Linked DNA regions of Mus musculus: all the other regions are linked to region 1. The links are chromatin contacts, called in public HiChIP or PLAC-seq, capture Hi-C and promoter capture Hi-C maps. All regions are on one chromosome and are shown on one strand. Each heading gives the region's core, a stretch centred on a gene start, on an enhancer-like site or on the middle of the called end of the contact. The rest is flanking DNA. Distances are from core to core; before and after follow the strand shown. Region 1 holds the start of Ccdc92b (coiled-coil domain containing 92B). Region 2 holds the start of Smtnl2 (smoothelin-like 2). Region 3 holds the start of Slc13a5 (solute carrier family 13 (sodium-dependent citrate transporter), member 5). Region 4 holds the start of Pitpnm3 (PITPNM family member 3). Region 5 holds the start of Spns3 (spinster homolog 3). Region 6 holds the start of Fbxo39 (F-box protein 39).

Region 1 (2,948 bases), core at 405-2,904:
CAGTCAAAACAGCTAAGACTTTCAATTCTGCCATGAGAAGCTAAAGTTTTTATTCATTGACACCCAAGTCCACTTAAGCCTAAGAGATTTACAAGAGAGCTGAGTGTGGTGGTGTATGCATGTAATGCCAGCACTCAGGAGGCTAAAACAGGAGGATCTGGAGCTTAAGGTCAGCCCAGGCTACAAAATGAGTTCAAGGCCAGTTAGGACTAAGTGACACCTTATTTAAAAGAAGAAGAGGAAGAGGAAGGAAGAAGAGAAAATAATCTTGAGATGGTAATGCACACCCTTATACTCAGAACTCAGGAAACAGGCATGAGGATCTCTGTGAATTCAAGGCCAGCCTGGTCTATGAAGCAATAGAGTTCCAGGCCAGCAAGAGCTACACACATAGTTTTTTTTTTGTTTGTTTGTTTTTTTTGGTTTTTCGAGACAGGGTTTCTCTGTATAGCCCTGGCTGTCCTGGAACTCACTCTGTAGACCAGGCTGGCCTTGAACTCAGAAATCCGCCTGCCTCTGCCTCCCGAGTGCTGGGATTAAAGGCGTGCGCCACCACGCCCGGCTAGCTACACACATAGTAACGCCTTGTTTAAAAGCAAAATTAAGGCCTTGTAGAAATTTGGCTCAACAAGAAAGTAAATATTTGGCTTGTAATGGAGTGAGGTATTCCAGACCAAACTTTAGGTCTGAGTCCTTAAAGACCACCTCTCCCTTCAGCATGATAAGGTAGGATTGGAAATGTGTTGCCTTTGGGAACTCCGAGCCTCCTGAACCCCTGTCATCAACCATCATGTGTACAGGTGTCTAGTGAGCCCCCACACTATAGTGAGCACTGTACAGGTATTAACTCATTTAATTCTCACAACAACCCAATGGTGCACTCCATACACCACCATCTCTCCAGAGAAGAGAAAGATGCTGATGGTGCCAGAACTCTAAGATGAGCAGAGTAACTCTAGAAATCTGTTTACAGAAGAAAGGAAAAGGAGGAGGAGGAGAAGAAGGAAGAGGAGGAGGAGAAGGAGGAGGAGGAGGAGGAGGAGGAGGAGGAGGAGGAGGAGGAGGAGGAGGAGGAGGAGGAGGAGGAAGAGACCCGGCTCAACACCAATAGTGCCTTATGCGCCTTATACTTTTTACGGACTTTGGAATTTATAAAAGATCTTTTCTTGATTCTGGGTACCATCATATAAGAGGTGAGGTGATTCACCCAAGGTCACAAAACTAGTGAGACATCTGGCACAGCTTTGCTGCTGCCTCTACCAGGAACACATTTTCAGACTATCCAGCAGCTCTCGAATACCCCAGCTCGTGGGTACCCCAGCAGGCAGCGGGCGCTGCCTCACTTAGAGAGGCGGAGCGGATCCTGGCCTGTGGGCCTGGGCGCTGTCCGCGGTGCTGATCGGTCGCCGCGTCCCTGCTCGCCTAGTCGTCTGTGGTGTCTCGGGCTCCCTCCTCAGCTCCCAGCCAGGGCCGGATCCGAGGATTCTGCTGCTCGCGGGGTGCGAAGGCCCGGATCCTGGGGCTCCCCGAGGTCCCAGGGTTCCCCTCCCCCGCCCCAGCCTCCCCTCCCCCCGCCCCGCCCACGGCCCCTCCCCGAGCGCCCCAGGTCCCTCCCTTCCCCCTTATCTCTCCCACCCCCCGCCCCCTCCAGCTCGTTCGCCAGTTCCGGTCACGTTGCTGGGTGTTTACGCCCGAAGCCTGCCCTAGGCCCCCCACCTCTGCGCCCCGGAGCCCCCCAGAGCCCTGGAGTCCGCACCCCACAGCCTCGCAGCAGTTGATGGCGCCGCAGCCGGGCCGCGCTCTGCGGATCCATGAGCGCAGCTAGCGCGGGAGAAGAGCTCTTCCAGAGACCCAGCGAGGCCCGGGCCGGGCCCGGCGGCTCTCTCGGGTCCGCAGGTGAGCAGGCCGGCGGTGGGTGTAGAGGGTGGGCGCTGGCTGGGTGATCAGGGTGATGAAGAGAGCCCCTGAGCTCCGGCTCCGCCTGGAGGGCTGCGCGGGGTCTGGCACCGCAGCGCGCGAGAGGCGGGCAGGACGCGGGCTGCTGGCAGAAGTTGTCCTCCGCCGCCAGACCCGAGCCCTTCCCGGCATTGGCAGGGGGTCCAAAGCAGTCCAGACCACCACTCGCACCGTTCTGCCTGCTCTTCGTATCCTGGCTGGTTCCTCTCTTCCCTATACCCTGTGGTATCCATAACCCTCAACCCTGCCCCCCACCCTGCAGACCCCCTAGTTCTGGGTGTCAAATTCGAGGCATAAACTACAGAGCATCAAGATTGAAAGGTGGGTCAAGTTTTTCCCGACACCCCACTCCCATGTACCTGAATCCTCAGCAATGCTGAGGTTGGGGTTGTGGGATCTTCAGTGGAGCGGGGAGCCAGAGTTGAGGGGTGTCTGGGAGGAGGGACTCTGTAGTGCGGAGGATCACAGGTCCTTAGAGAATGTCTCTGCTACCAGCCCCCACCTTGCAGACAGAGTCCCAGACACTTGTCAAAGGCCAGATCTTGGTTCCAGACTCGTCCTCAGGAGAGCCAAGGACTTAGAGGGGGTGGCAGAGTAATTATTTTTTAATACGTGTACTCACTTGCCCTGGTGATTCCCAGTAAGACTCAATTCATTCTCTCGGCTTCACTCTTGGCTGTGTGGTTTGTTTCTTGCAAGGAATTCCCAGAGTCCAAACTGCCCGCAAGAAGGCTCTAAAATGCAAAGGAGAAGTCAGATTTCAGGAGACAGAAACTGGGTGGAGTGTAGGAAGCTAGGGCATGGCTGTACAGGGAGAGAGTTTATCTGGAGAGCAAGAGGTAGAATCCAAAAAACAACAACAAAAAAGAGGTTTAGCCAGCAGATGTAAAGTGTGGCTGCCTTCTGAGGAGCTATGTGTTACAGGGTGAGTGCCTCAAAGTGTCTCCTAGGTGTCAGCACAGTTGTGCATGTCCGGCAAAGGGCTTTACCTC
Region 2 (2,898 bases), core at 182-2,681, 2.2 Mb before region 1:
GCCCACAGTAGAGCTAAGGGCCTTGGGAATACACCAAGGCAGGGGGCAGAGGCAGTGTACTAAGACCCTGGCCCTTGAAAAGCACCTCCCACCCCTCCCACTCCTCCAACCCCTCCCACTCCTCTCCCCCATCCCCCACTTCCCTCCCCCCCCACCACCCCCCCACCCCGCCAGCAAATTCCGGGTCAGGATGGAAAATCCCACCTAAGGGCCACTGCACACACCATAGAAACAGTCTAACCAGGCTCTGTCACTCCAGGAGGTCGTGACCAAGTGGTAAAACTGGTCCACACCAGCTTCTGCCCAGAAATCTAGACACAGCTAAAGGCCCGTTCCCCCTCTCCGTTTCCAGTAAAGGGTCTGCCCTCTGCAACATGAGTTCCCAAACAGTTACTGATCAGTCCAGACCAGAGTGCGCTCACATGCGCGCGCGCGCGCGCGCGCGCACACACACACACACACACACACAGAGGCAACTCAGTCGGGGTTAATCTACAACCGGAACGGTCAGGCCTCAGTGAAGCAGCAACACAGTGCGCGTGAACAAAAACGTTGTAGGGGGCAGGTAGAGGACGCTGACCATTCCAACTTGCAGGTGAGGACCCAGACGACAGTGAACTATCAAAGACTGAACCTTGGCGTCCAAACTCTTAAAATTCATGGGTCAGATGGGAGAGGGCAGATCTCAAGGCAAAAACACCACCCGGATCCAAGAAAGAAGTGCAAAGCAGGTGCAGCAGGCCTACTAAAACAATGTTTCTCCTGTCCTTTCCAGCTCTGGAGAGCTTAAATGTAATCCCGGCTACCAAGTCCCAGCGGCAGGTGGAGGTATAGCTCTCTTACTAGAGGACGCTCGCCAGCGCACGCACTCAGAGCTGATGGGCGGCACCAATTTCCCAACCCTACACCCCAGGCACGCTCCTAGTCGCTCACATCCCTCGCGCCGCACCCCCGGGGCTCACCGGGCTTCGACCGGACAGCGAAAAGGTGGCATGACTGGAGAAGCGTGCAGTGCCCAAGCGGGGGGCGCGGTCGGTAACTGTGGCCGCCGGAGGGGGACTGGGCGTGCCGGGTGCAGGGGACACTCCAGTCGCCAAGCCCAGCGCCTCCACCTGGCGCGTCAAGCGTTCGAGCTGTGCCTGCAGCCGCTGGTTGTCCCGCTGCAGCTCGGCCACAGTACGAGCCAAGGGGCCGGCCAGGCGCAGCGCCTCTGCCACGCGCCGCTCCACGCCGCGCTGCAGCCCCTGCATGTCCTCGTGCAGCGCACGCACCGCACCCTCCAGCGCCGCCTCGTAGCGGCCCAGCGCCTCGCGCACTGTGTGCGCCTCCTCGGCGTCGGGGGACGGCTCCATGGCCGAGTGGGGCACACCGATCGGACAGCGGGCAGAACGCGGGAGACGTTGAGAGATCCGCAGCTCCTTGGGACGACTGGCGGGCCGCGGCTGGCTGAGCCCGAGGGGCGGCCGGAGGGGGCGGGAGCAGGGCGGGGCAGACCCCTAGAGCCCCAGGACTGGGCGCTGAGTGAGGAGGCGGGGCCGAGGGGGCGGGACAGCCCATTCCAGGACACCCCGCCCCTGGGGACTGGCCGGGTCGGTGCGGGATGCCTGGCCCCGGAGGCACTTAGTGAAAAGTTCTCCTTCTCTGCTTTGCAGGGATGTGGATCCCTGGGGGAGTAAGGAGTCCCATACACGCTTGACCCCAGGGAGTGGTGTGCGACCCGGTGAAAGATCTGGGAAGAAGACACTCGAAAGGACATTACTCTAGGAACAACAACTAAAAGAGTTATACATTTCCCTGTAGGTCCACTTTGGTTGGACTCTCCCCCCTGTTCAGGGAACCGCAGCAACTGTACACACACACACACACACACACCATAACCGCTCTGACTCACCTTTGTATGCATCTCCGGTCACCACCGGTACCATCCAGTTCGCAAATACTCACTTGTGAGACTTTTTAAAAAAATATTTATTTGACTTTATGTGTGTGAGCCTGCTTGTCTGTATCTACACAGCATGTGTGGTGCCCACATAAATCACAAAGTGGTGTCAGGATCCTCTAGAACTGGAGTTTCCAATAGTTGTGAGCCATCATGTGTGTGCTGGGAGCCGAGTTCTGGGGTTTCTCTGAAAGAGCAAAAAGTGCCCTAAACTGCTAAGCCCACACTTCAGCCCCCCACCTGTGACACTTTTGCCTGGGATTTCTTGCACCAGTTCTGAGATCAGGAAGAGTTATGTAGATGGTAAAATGCCCCTCCTATCCTCCTAGGCCTGCTCTCTGTGTGTGTGTGTGTGTGTGTGTGTGTGTGTGTGTGTGTGTGTGTGTGTTAAAGATGAACAGGAAGGTTGGGACCCAAATCCCAAAATCTTGCTATGAGCAACTTTGGGATCAAAAACTAGGATGTGCACTGCTGCCCCCCTCTTCCCCAAGCTCAGTCAAGAACCTCGATCCACCTGACAACCTTCAAACCTCTTTTTTTCTCCAGCACTCCTCTTATTCCAGAAAGTCCCCTTTCCCAGCCTAGAAACCCCAAACATCACCAAAGAAGGAGGGATGGAGGCAATTGTTGCTCAGGATAACAATATGATAGATGTTGTAAACATTTAAAATAAAGAAAAAACCATCTCATTCATTGTGCTAAAAGGCTTTCCTAACTCGATTTCTCTGGGCCTGGGCTATGGGAGGTGGCTCAAAGCCTGGAGAGGCCTAGTGAGATGATCCATAGGAGCAGGCTCAAAGGCTTGTTCTGGTCATACTGTTCTGCTTCCAAGGATGTCTGGGAGGCCCCAGACCCTCCTAGACTGCCCTTTCCTTCCCCCAGGAGCTGGGTTAGCCTAACAGATGCTAAGAGCTGATCCCCTCCCCCGGGTAGGGACAGGAAGGAACACTGGGTTACCT
Region 3 (2,978 bases), core at 94-2,593, 2.4 Mb before region 1:
CTCTGCTCTCCTTGGCCCATGTGGAGCCTCTGCTCAGTATGTTTCCTCTGCCCCCCCCCCCGCGCCCCAATCCTAGGAGCCGGAATGATCCCCTTTTACTCCCAGAATCCAGTCACCCCATTGTACCCATCAAAGCACCCGGGGCCCGGAGAGCAAAGGGTCTTGCTGAAAGGCACAATGTGAAATGACTAGAAGCCCACCAGGGGACACCCCTCTCCTCTCAAAACCTTCCCTGAAGAGAGCCACTGTTTCTCAAACCTGCCTGTGGAGGGGAAGCAGGATCCGAGCAAGGTTTCCTGTCTGGGCTGAGAGTGAAAGGGTAGCCACATAAGGCTTCAAAGAGCCCTGGCCTCGCCAAACTGGCTGCACACAGCCTGACAGAGCCGGGGCCAGCGCTCCCGCCCTCCTCTGCTCTGCAGCCAAGGCCATTCATTCTCTCCCTTCCTCCCAGGAGCACCAGGAGGCCAGGGAATGGGACTCAGCTTCCCCAGCAACCGAGAGCCATGCCACCCAAGGCGTGAGCTCTGGGAATACGTCCTGCCTCCTCACACTGACTGCCTCAGCAGGCGGTGGGCAGTGCCCGACCTGCCTTTCAGGCTGCAGCAGGATTTGAACTCGAGAGTGGCTTCCTTGGCTTCCGAGCTAGAAAGAAATATAGATCATAGATGGGGAACCTGAGCTTCAAATATCAAGGCCAGATTATGGCAAAGGCATGATCCACTCTGTTCCTGTAGTTCCCTGCCTGAAGGCATCTACAGCTAGGAAATCTCTCTTTCCTAGAGAAGAGGCACAGAGGGAAAGAAAGCCCAGCCTTCAGAGTCTCTACTAGCTCGAGCATTATCTTTGAGCTGGACTAGCGTTGGTTGTGCACTCTGGGAGGAGATTTTGAGTCAGAGGCTAAGCCTGTCGAGGGGTCTGTGTGGTTCAGATCTGTTCTAACGTCCAGGTTTCCGTGTTTGCCCGGACGGCTCTTGCGCCCTGAAATCGGTGCACTCTAGGACGTGTTCACCTTAGGGTCTGTGCGTCCCTCGGATTCTTTGCAGAGCACCTCCTATCTGGTGCCTGGAGCGTCTGAGCACGCGTCCCAGGGGAGCTCGTCCCCACGGAGGAATCTATGCGTTCCAGCTCAGCGTTCCCGGGTTCCGTGCCCGTTATTGCACTGGGCACCCGGATTCCGCCAGGCTGCCCAGACACGCAACTGACCTTGTCAGGTATCAGAATGACGAGTGGAAGCATCAGGATCGGGGTGAAGAGCAAAATCGCAAAGGACTTGAACTTGGTCACACAAGTCTTCGCCGAATCCATCGCGTGAAAGGGAGACTGACTGGAGGGAGAAAAGATTGCGAGGCAGCTAGAAGCTTCACGAGCTTAAAAGGGGGACGCGCGGTCCCACCGGATTGGGGGCGGCTACAACTCCGCCCCCCATTGCCAGGCCTCCCTGCGGTCCTGGGGCGGAGCCACCCCTCGGGGTCTGTGGGGAGTGTCTGTCCCAGGACTCTGCCACCCCGCGGCAGAGTGAGGCGTTTGCAGATTTCAGTGCTTGGCACCAGCCCTCTATGGAGAGGACTGGACCCTGGCACCTCACCACTTGCCAGCCCGTTGGCGCTGCTCTGGTCCTCAGTACCATGCAGGGTGTGCCGGTCATTCTGCCAGCTTAAGCGTGAGGACCCTTTGTGTACTCTCACCTGCTCTCTCCTGGACTCCGGAATGTCCCAGATGAAAAACACCAGCCTGTAGGATTCTCAGGCTTCTCTCTCCAAAGCGTTCTCCTTCTCATCCCTATCCCGGAGGGGCGTCTCCTAGAGGCGATGGCCGAGCCCTGCGCCACCGCGGTCTTCTCACCTCCAAGATCCGCTGGCTTCCTCCTAGCGTTAGCCCGACTCTAGACATAGAACCCATTTCCCTCCTCGTGCCGTCTCCTACCCAGCGCACCGTAGGCGCTCTAGAGGGACCGCTAAGGAAGGCGGTCACTGTCCTCGCAGACCGAACGACTTTTACCCTCCAGCGAACGCGCTTGCGCAGGCCGGCCGTCTTTGCCCAGGCGCGGGTAGTTGCTGCCGCCCACTTACCAACCACCTCGCTAGTACCATTTTATGGTGGGAGACGGGGCCTTAGAAAAGAGGGGGCATAATCCTGCCAACCATCATCGAGGCATTCGTTCATTCATTAATCCTCCCCTTAACAGACCTGTGTGTAGTACCTGCTGTGCTAAGTCCTGTTTGGGACACCAACACAAGAGGGTGCAATGACATTATTGACACTTCGGTGAGTTCTTTCTCTTCTGCCTGCCTCTCATTCTCCTCTGGGGAGTCTTATCCACAGGCTACTTGACACATGGCTGAGTCCAGATTCCTGTACAGTCAGCTCTCACCACTGATCAAGATGCTATCTAGTTGCTGACATGGTTAGCGTGTTTACGACTAGGATGGCTGCTTCTGTTCTAAACATGGAAACCATCGGCGTACTCTGAACTATATACAACAGAGACCGACTATTAGCACGGCACTTACACTGTGTGTTAGGTGTTGCAAGCAATCCAGAGATGAAGTAAAGAATAGGTTATATGCAATTGCTACGAATTATATGAGACTAACCTCTCCTCCCTCTTCTCCACCCCTAGCCCTGCCACCACCACCACCAGGAAAGAACTACTGAATTCCCCACCTTCTCAGCCTGTGAATGTCGAAGGCCCTAAAACAGAACACACATTTGTATCAAGATTTTTGACTCTGTTCCTGTGACCTGCCTGTCACCTTGCCCTCAAGTCTGCAACTGCCTTCTTCAGGCCCTCTCTATTTTCGGTTTGTTTGCTTGTTTGCATCTATGTGGCCCTGGGCCCATCCCTTCCCCCAGGGCAATTAAAACTAGAGTTCCTGCTTTGGGGTGTGTGTGTGTGTGTGTGTGTGTGTGTGTGTTTCAAGACTCTATGTGTATGAGTATTTTGCATGCATATATATGTGTGTATCATTTGCATGTCT
Region 4 (2,745 bases), core at 211-2,710, 2.5 Mb before region 1:
GAAAGAAGGGAGCAGAGAGCCTTTTCCAGCCTCCTGGTGTCATCTCACTGTGCCTCCCTCGGGAGGGGAGGGGAGGGAAGTGGGAAAGGGGGTGTTTAGATGCATTTGCTTATGCTGTCTCACACAAACAGCCTCTCCCTCACAGGATTCCTCTGCCACACCTGAGTCACAAGGCCAGTCCATGCCAAGGATTGGGACCTGTCCCAGGGTCGCAGGCAGTTCAATGGCACTCACATCTAGAGTGCGGGCAGGTGGTCATGTTCATTCCATCTTTGCCATGCCTATGGGTGGAGAAGTGGGGTTCACACCAGGCCCCACGGGGATGGCATGGCACCTGCCAACGTCACAGGCTGGGAGTGAGTTCATGGCAGATTCTCACACGCCAGAGCTCCCAAGCTCAGGACTGTTGAGACCAGCCTCATCCATTTGTGGCCAGCCCTATGAACACTGGCTTTCCTCAACTTGGCCTTTTAGGGCACTGTAGGGGTCCAGGGCACAGAGTGGGGAGTCCGGGGCTAAACCTGGTCCCCTCCAGGTCCTAACCAACTCACAGGGCCTGACATCAGAGCAGATGCTGGTGAATGAACGCCTGACTGGATGAATGAAGGGACGACTAACACCTACTCCCTGGGATCCTTGGGCTACAGCTCTGAGCTTGCAGGAGAGCCGAGCCCATGGGACCCCAACAGAGGCCCCGCCTGCCTAGCCCGGCACCTGAGGCTCTGCCTCTGGGTCAGGTGGGAGGCGGGGAGGCTCCCCAGCCATAGTGTACCCCTCCAGCGACGGGACCAGTAATCTGGGTCTCTTAACCCAGCTGGTGGCAGGGGCGGGGGACTGTCGCATCCAAGATAGAGAGTGACAGGACAAGGGGGCGCGTCCTGGTTTGTTGGGGCGTGGGATGGATCAGCGACCGCGGGACATCCCCTTTGGGTTCCGGTGCCGGGGTCTACTCCCCCGGTCTCCCGGAGGGCAGCGACAGCTCCGAACTGCCGACTGGACTGAGGAGCCGTGGACCTGACCCAGTGCAGCGGGGCAAGCGGGATGCGGTGTCCCACGAGGTGACTGGGGGCGCGGGAAGGACGCAGGGCGCGCGGAGCCCCTTATGCACGCCCCGGGGTCCGGGCGGGTCGCCGCGGTCACTGTGCCTCCGCCCACCTGGTTGGGGGGCTCACCTGGGCCGAGCGATCCCTCCCGCCACCCGCCGAGCGCCCCGCGCCGCGCTCACCTGCGCTGCCCGCCTTGGCCATGTCCCGGGCGGCGGGCTCCGCTGTGCTGCCGGCGCTGCTCGCTCCCGGCCGGGCCCCGGCGCCTTCGGCCGGAGCGGACTCTCCGGGCGCCGCGCCCCGCGCCCCCGCCCCGCTCGCTCGGCCGCCTCCACCGCAACCGCCGCCGCCTCGCCGCTCCCTCCCGCTCCCTTAAAGGAGCCGAGCGGCGACCGCGCCGCCCCCCCTCCGCGCCGCCGGGGAGGGACTGACGACGGAAGGCGCCCGACACCGCCCCCGCGGGCCCGCACCCCCGCCCGGAGCCGCGCGGCCACCGCAGCGCGCGGGAGGCGCAGCCCACTGATTGCGGCCACTGAGACCCCGACCCTCGCTGAAAGACAGACGTAGACAGACTCCGGATTACAGCTCGGAGACGCTGCGGGCCAGGCAGGGATGAAGACATGGACTGCGAGCCTGGGGCGCAGTGACCCTGAGACAAGGCACCAGAAAGAGGCGCTCCTAGGGCAGAAACACCCTTGGGAGAGAGAGAAATTCAAGGAAATCGGAGCTGGCTAGAGTCTGTGAGGACAGGGAGAGCAAGGAAGACCAGGACCCAGGAGACTGAGAAACCTAGAACGAAGTCTCGCAGAGATGAGAGGGGACTTCTCCATCAGCTCCCAACTCCAGGGATGCTGGATGCCTGCATCTGCTCTAGTCTCAAGAGAGGAAAGCTTTTGTCCTTTAGCACTAAAGGATCCGTTAAACCTGCAAACCCCACCTGCCAGTAAACGCTAAGCAGAGTTTGTGGGGAGCCTGGCAGAAAGCAGTGTGTCCCCCTAACACTTTCTCACAGAAGTGCTGACATTCTAATTAGCGGGCCTCCTGAGACATTTAAATTGTGGTTTCTGCCCACTGCAGTCAGGGGATCCACAGGAGATGGTCAGTCGTTTTAGATGGGGCCTAGAAGGTAGGGTCCTGGAGAGAGCAGTCGGCTCCCTAGCTCAGTTCCAGGCGAGGCCACTTCCTCCCTGCTGACGGTTAGGGTGAGGGCTAGGCTCCTTAGAGGACTGTTGGGCCTTCCCTGAAGCCTGTTTTTCTCCCACAGTCTGCAGCCAAGCACCCACACTGGGCACTAGACAGTTCCACCCCTAGGCCAGCCAGGACTTAAGTGCCCCATCCACTGCCCCATAGAAACAAAGCACACAAGGGGCCTCTACGGGACACACCCATTTCTGGGCTTTGACTCCTTCAGCCTATCCAGGTTAATCAGCCTTACACTCCCTCTTTAGTCTATCAAAGGCTCAGCCTCAGGCAAGAGTCTTCCCGAAACTTTTGCACAGAGCTAGCAGCAACAAAGTTCTTCACCTCAGCGAAAGGAAGTCTGTATCGCCTACTCATGGACCTCTCCCTGCTTTCTGATGCCTCATCTACCAAACCAGGCTTTCCTAGGGTCCTCTGTGCAGACCGAACAACGTGCCTTCACTCACGACAGCTAGCTAGCATGCTTTGACAAAGATTCTCCATCTTAGTTTTAGCTATGACT
Region 5 (2,857 bases), core at 22-2,521, 2.1 Mb before region 1:
AGAACAGGGCACAATGTGTGTGGGGGCAGCGGTGTGAGTGGGTGGATGGGACTGTGCTCTGCAGCAAAGGCGTTGGGTTCAGGATGGAGCTGCAGGCAAGGTTACGGAGGGCAGAGCAGCCCTCTACATCAGTTATTAGAGTGCTTATCCAGCATGCACAAAGACCCTGGGTTCAATCCCTAGAACTTCATAAAGCATTGTGGTGGCAAGCCTGTAATCCCGGCCCTAAGAAGGTGAAGGCAAGCATATCAGCAGTTCATGATTATTCTCAGTTACATAGCGAGTTTGAATCTAGCCTGAGCTCCATGAGGCCCTGCCTCAAAAAAGAAATGAAGGCTGACAAGATGGCTTAGCCTGTGAAGGCGCTTGCTGAACAAGCTTGGAAACCTTAGTTCAATATCTGAAGCTCAAATAAAAGTGAAGGAGCATGCACACACAGGCACACACACATACACACACATGTGTGCACGCACATGCATACACACTCTGTCTTTTTAAAGAAAGGGCTGAATATAAACTGATGAAGGAATGAATGGGTGACTAGATGAGAAAAGACAAGTGGAGCCCAGACACAAAGGAGTGCGTAAGTGAGAGACAGAACACAGAAGCAGGTTGTACCCTGTTTCCAATAAGAAGAAAGGCAAACTGTGCAAGGTAGGCCAGCAGCCGGCTGCCCCAGAAACAGTGCAGGCAGAGCCATTCTCACTTGGGAGCTTGGCCAAGCTGCTCTGCCCTCCGTAACCTTGCCTGCAGCTCCATCCTGAACGCAAGCAACGCCTTTGCTGCAGAGCACAGTCCCATCTACCCACTAACACCCCTGTCCCCACACACATTGTGCCCTGTTCTGGCTTGGAACCATTCAGGAGAGGCTGCAGACCACTTGCTGGGGTGAAACCACCAGAGCTGTGCTCCTAGAGAGGTACGAGGGCTTGGAAGAAGAAGGCCACCAAGGATACACAGTTGTGGGCTTTTAGAAGGGGGGTATCTGAAGATACTGCCCCACGCTACCCCTCCCATGCTCACCTGGGATGATGAACCAGTTCATGTAATTCAGAAGGTTGATGTAACAGAGAACAGCTGCAGCCAAGTAAGCTCTCCAGCGGGGCAGGCTCCAGGGGACGGGTGTGGAGGGAGGCAGACACGTACCTGAAGCCAAGGCCCCATACTGCCCACCTTGGCTCAGGCTCTGGCTCTGTGGCCCTCCTGTCTGAGGTTTGAGACACTCTGTGGACATCCCCTCAGCAGTGCTAACTGCAACTTCTCTGTCAGAACGGGTGCCGAACAAAGCTACATCAGCTTGCCACCAAGTCACTTCCTGTGGGCTCCCAGCCTCTCAACCTCAACAGGCTGCCCCTTTAACTGCCAGACACCTTATCATCGCAGGTTCCTGCTGAGCACAGCGCAGCCACACTGGTGGGATTTCATCACTCTAGGCCTCTTAGCCCTGCTGGGGTAAGACGCCATGCACTGGTGATTGGATAACTCTGTGGTCCCTCAATCTAGCCTATGGCTGCAGCAGGGGCAGTGAGGAAGAGACGCTCCTAGGACAGGAAATGAGAGGAGTGTCCCCAAGCCTTGCTCACTGCAAACTGCCCTGCCTGTGCAGAAGATGGGCCGTTAGCACAGCCATGAACCAGGTTAGATACAGGAGGGTAGGTGTTGACCAGGATGGTAAGGAAATTGCACAGAGGAACAAGATAACAGAGATATCTGAAGACATAGAGACAAGCTTATGTAAAACTAACCCATGGGGGCTGGCAAGATGGCTCAGCCTGTGAAAGTACCTGCCACCAGGCCTGCTTGACATATGTTTGATCCCCAGAGCCCATATGGTGGAAGGGGAGAACTGCACAAAGTTGTCTTCTGACCTCCAAACATAACATACACCAAGGCACACAAGTGCACGTGCAGGTACAGGAGTACTCTCTGCTCTGTCTCTGTCTGTCTGTCTGTCTGTCTGTCTGTCTGTCTCTGTCTCTCTCTCTCTCTCACACACACACACACACTTTCACTCACATCCATACAGACACAGAATAAATAAATTTTATCAACAAGGAATAAGTCTAGGGAGATGTTCTCAGGGGAGCTGTAGAAATTGATTGCCAGTTGCAAGGGTAGAAAAAGTACAAATACACAAAGCCATCAGTGATGGCCCACACCTGTAATTCCAGCACTTGGGAGGTGGAGCTAAGACTATCAGGAGTTCAAGTTCACCATCCCTAGCTACATGGTGAGTTTAAAGCCAGCCTGGGCTACATGAGACCCTATCTCAAAACAAAACAACATTAAAAAAGAGTAACCATACAGGCCAATGAGATGGCTCAGCAGGTAAAGGCACTTGCTGTGTAAGGCTGACAGCCCAAGTTCAATCCCAATCCCAGGTAAAGATGGAAACTAACTCCACAAAGTTGTCCTCTGATCTCTATACATGTGTCATGGTACATGTGTCTCCACACACATCATGCACACGCACACAATATATTTTAAAAGTATTTAACAGCCAGGCATAATGGTCCATGCCCTTAATTCCATTTAATTCCAGCACTTGGAAACATAGGCAGGCAACTGTCTGTGGCCAGCCTGATCATGATCCACAGACAGAGAGGTCCAAGTCAGTCCAGTCTATGTAGTGAGAAGACACTGTCTCAGAGCCAGGGGTGGGGGCTGGAGGGTGCTGTGGGGTGTTGGGCAGAGATCTGACAGTTATGTGCAACCACCGCCTTTGCCTGGCATCTGTACCGAAGGGGAAATGCACAGTGCCAGATGCCAGATGAATGGATAAAATTAGAGTACAGAAAGTAGATCAGGAAAAAACTTCACAGCTGTCCGATGCGCTCAGGTGCCAAGCATTAGTTAT
Region 6 (2,742 bases), core at 188-2,687, 2.3 Mb before region 1:
GCTCAACTGCTGGGTTGGTGGCTCAAGAAACCCCTGCTTTATCCTAAGTTTCTCCCTGACCTTTTTCTTTGCCTTCCTCATTGGCTCTTCTGGACAAGACAGGTTAGGAATATGAGGCCTAGAGGGGGAGATGAAGCAGGAGAAAGGAAGGAAAGAGGGAGGGAGGGGAAAGTGGAAAGAAAGGGAAAGAGAAGGAGAGGGGGAGGGAGGGGAGGGAAGGGAAAGAATGGGAGGGGGAGGTAGGGAAGGAAGGGGAGGGGCAGGGCGGGGCAGACCAGGGAGAATTAGAGTTCCCAGAAAGTCTTTATACTGGGAGTTCTTAAAAGACTAATTGTTAGAAGGGCAATCGTCATAGGGAGGTTCACATGGTGCAGGGCCATCTTGAACTATCTTAGCCCCTTAAAAAGAAGCCATTTGCCCACATCTGTGTGTGACCTAACATCCTGTGACTCCTAGGTAAAGTTTTGAAACATATGAGTGGATCCCAACTGCTAAGAAAGTCATCACATATGCATCTGGAGCCTATAGCAAGGTCTCCCGCTTTGCTATAACCGCTCACCTGTTGTACCACCAGAATTTGTAAAGTGACTTTCTTTGTTTTGTTATTTTAAAACTTCACAGAAATTGTTACCAAGGTCAGAGCACAGATATCTGAAGCAAACTGAATCTGTATTTCTGGACCACAGTCACTCATTTGGCTCCAAAATAAACTTATCTCTGCATCCTTTTAGAGCTGTGTCTTTCACGTCGGTGATGGGGAGGGTGACAAGGTGAAGCCACCCCGCAGGGTAGCTGAGGTAGCTGAGGAAGGGGGCGTGCAGATGAGGTTTAGCAGTAAAGTATGGAGTAAGTGGCTGGGGCAGCTTATCTAGTGACAGACACACTATTCAACTTTTAGACCTGGGCTTCAGCACAAAGGTTACCCACTGGGGTAGGAAAGGGCCAAGGGTTACGTGTGCACCACCTTCTGAAAGCTGGAAAGGGGAACTGACCTTAGGTTCAAGCCATGTCACCCACCCTCTTGGGGTGAGGTGTTACCTCATCTGAGGATAGGAAAGTGGAGGCCCATGGCTAGCATGAGGAATGGACGAGTCCTCACCTGGGCTTTGGAATGGAGGCTCAAAGCTCCCGGAGGTCAAGACTGGAGGGAAGCGACCTGAACACAGTGTTGGGTTCAGACCTCTCTGCTGCTATGAGCAGAGGATTGGGCAGAGCGCCTGGCGATTCTCACCAGGTGCGCCTCCTTCCAGTCTCCTGCCTCCGCCCGCGGGCTTTCCTATTGGGTCTATGCAGCACCCTCTTCCTTCGCCTTCAGTGTATCTGGCAACTCCGGATTTGGGACTCAGCAACCGGCAGGCACTAGCAGAGCCAGTGGGTGGCTGCGCGTCACAAAGGCGGCTGTGGGCTTGGCCGCAGCGAGCACAGGGCGCCTCTCCTGATGCTCTTGGAGTCGGCGTGGGAGCAGCAGCGCGGGCAGAGGGGCAGGCGCGCTCCGCGTCCCTGCAGCCCGAGCCGGGCGCAGCGATCCGGTAACGGGTGGCCCGAAGCACCCACGCACCAGGAGGGCAGTGGTGGCCCCGCACAGCCGCTGGGCCCGCATGGGAGGGGCACGCCGCCCTGGTGACGGGACAGTCTTAAGTTTCCCTCGCTGGTTGGCAGCTGTGTCATATTATGGTGGACCAAGCCCAGGTTTGGGATTACTGGCATGGGTTCGGATCCCATACCCCACACACTTAGAACACCATCTCACTAGGAAACTCCATTAAGCTCCCAACACTCCTAGATTCTCTTTTTGCAAAATGGGCGCGTTCTCATCTTCATAAGGAAAATGCAGAAGTACCTTGTCCCCAGCTTACTAATTGCAGCTTGCTCTTAGATTACTTTCTACCTCCAAGGTGTAGTCCCTGGATCCGTTCATTTAAATTTCCCAAAACTAGGAGAAAGGAACTACTATTCCTATTGTCAGACTAAACACTGAGGCACAAAAATTTTTTACTAACTTTACAGTAGCAATTGACAGGCCTCTATATTCTTTTGCCTCCTGTCAGAGAAAGTGCTACTCTCATTTATTTGGAGGATCCTTGCGTGGGGGGGGGGTACCCCAGACAAAAAGGCTCACGGGGTAAAGCACTTGCCTTGGAGGTGTAAGGTCATGAGTTCGAATCCCCAGGAACTATATAAAGCTGCAGCTGCAATCCTGGCTATCCTACAATAAGAGAAGAAGTATAAACAGAAGAGACCTCAGAATCTCTTGCACTATCCAATGACAAACGAGATCCTGTTTCAAGGTGGAAGGTGAAAACCTATACCACACACACACACACCACATCTGTAGCCCACCAACATAGTCTTCTAGCCTGTGACTTTGTTGGGGTTTGATTTAGCAAGTCCCCCTTCCCAGCACACACACACACACTGTTCTGGGAAGCACCCCATGCCGAGTTTATGCAGTGCTAGGGATTAAACCCTAAGCTCAGGGTGTGCTGGACAAGCACTCTATTACCAAGCTATATCCCAGCTCTTGATTCGGCATTTTTGTTTTCATTTTTCCAGATTAACTTCTTCAGATCCATGCTATCCCCAGTCGAGGCTCATAACCTTGGACAGTTAGTTTACATACAATCAAAGTCTTCTTGGTGGGGGAAGGGTTAGTTTGGTTTGTTAAACAGAGTTTACAAGTTCAAGATGTGCAAGTACTTATTATGTCATCAGGTGTGAGCACATCCCATGAATTCACACTTC

The links. Promoter capture Hi-C pulls out the DNA fragments that hold promoters and counts their contacts. HiChIP or PLAC-seq counts read pairs in DNA pulled down with a chosen protein or histone mark. Capture Hi-C pulls out chosen DNA fragments and counts their contacts.
Region 2: an H3K27ac HiChIP or PLAC-seq map of embryonic stem cells shows a contact between it and region 1, with 7 times the contacts expected there. The contact joins the promoter of Smtnl2 here to the promoter of Ccdc92b in region 1. A contact is called at or near these places in 2 of 39 promoter capture datasets (hippocampal neurons and liver) and 1 of 115 datasets of contacts at active chromatin or transcription factors (embryonic stem cells).
Region 3: a contact with region 1 is called in a promoter capture Hi-C map of liver, with 3 times the contacts expected there. The contact joins the promoter of Slc13a5 here to the promoter of Ccdc92b in region 1. A contact is called at or near these places in 3 of 39 promoter capture datasets (hippocampal neurons, liver and pre-B cells) and 1 of 9 other capture datasets (liver).
Region 4: a capture Hi-C map of embryonic stem cells shows a contact between it and region 1, with 3 times the contacts expected there. The contact joins the promoter of Pitpnm3 here to the promoter of Ccdc92b in region 1. A contact is called at or near these places in 3 of 39 promoter capture datasets (cranial neural crest, frontonasal cranial neural crest and liver) and 1 of 9 other capture datasets (embryonic stem cells).
Region 5: a promoter capture Hi-C map of liver shows a contact between it and region 1, with 4 times the contacts expected there. The contact joins the promoter of Spns3 here to the promoter of Ccdc92b in region 1. A contact is called at or near these places in 7 of 39 promoter capture datasets (the C10 cell line, cranial neural crest, frontonasal cranial neural crest and 4 more).
Region 6: a contact with region 1 is called in an H3K4me3 HiChIP or PLAC-seq map of embryonic stem cells, with 6 read pairs. The contact joins the promoter of Fbxo39 here to the promoter of Ccdc92b in region 1. A contact is called at or near these places in 1 of 39 promoter capture datasets (cranial neural crest) and 1 of 115 datasets of contacts at active chromatin or transcription factors (embryonic stem cells).

What each region holds. Positions count from the first base shown.
Region 1 is chr11:74,617,951-74,620,898 of GRCm38.p6, forward strand. Ccdc92b (coiled-coil domain containing 92B) reads left to right here and starts at 1,655. Exons shown (of 4, transcript NM_001013784.1): 1 at 1,655-1,896. The coding sequence starts at 1,812. It overlaps Gm50590 (a long non-coding RNA gene), which reads right to left and starts at 2,909. Exons shown (of 3, transcript XR_001780261.2): 1 at 2,579-2,909; 2 at 2,316-2,458.
Region 2 is chr11:72,410,282-72,413,179 of GRCm38.p6, forward strand. Smtnl2 (smoothelin-like 2) reads right to left here and starts at 1,432. Exons shown (of 8, transcript NM_177776.3): 1 at 963-1,432. The coding sequence starts at 1,352.
Region 3 is chr11:72,265,261-72,268,238 of GRCm38.p6, forward strand. It overlaps Slc13a5 (solute carrier family 13 (sodium-dependent citrate transporter), member 5), which reads right to left and starts at 1,344. Exons shown (of 12, transcript NM_001004148.4): 1 at 1,204-1,344. The coding sequence starts at 1,305. It overlaps 1700051A21Rik (RIKEN cDNA 1700051A21 gene), which reads left to right and starts at 1,584. Exons shown (of 2, transcript NR_045922.1): 1 at 1,584-2,265; 2 at 2,621-2,978.
Region 4 is chr11:72,134,429-72,137,173 of GRCm38.p6, forward strand. It overlaps Pitpnm3 (PITPNM family member 3), which reads right to left and starts at 1,461. Exons shown (of 20, transcript NM_001024927.2): 1 at 1,226-1,461. The coding sequence starts at 1,247.
Region 5 is chr11:72,548,975-72,551,831 of GRCm38.p6, forward strand. Spns3 (spinster homolog 3) reads right to left here and starts at 1,272. Exons shown (of 12, transcript NM_029932.3): 1 at 1,024-1,272. The coding sequence starts at 1,234.
Region 6 is chr11:72,313,007-72,315,748 of GRCm38.p6, forward strand. Fbxo39 (F-box protein 39) reads left to right here and starts at 1,438. Exons shown (of 4, transcript NM_001099688.2): 1 at 1,438-1,529. It overlaps Xaf1 (XIAP associated factor 1), which reads left to right. Exons shown (of 6, transcript NM_001037713.4): 6 at 1-727.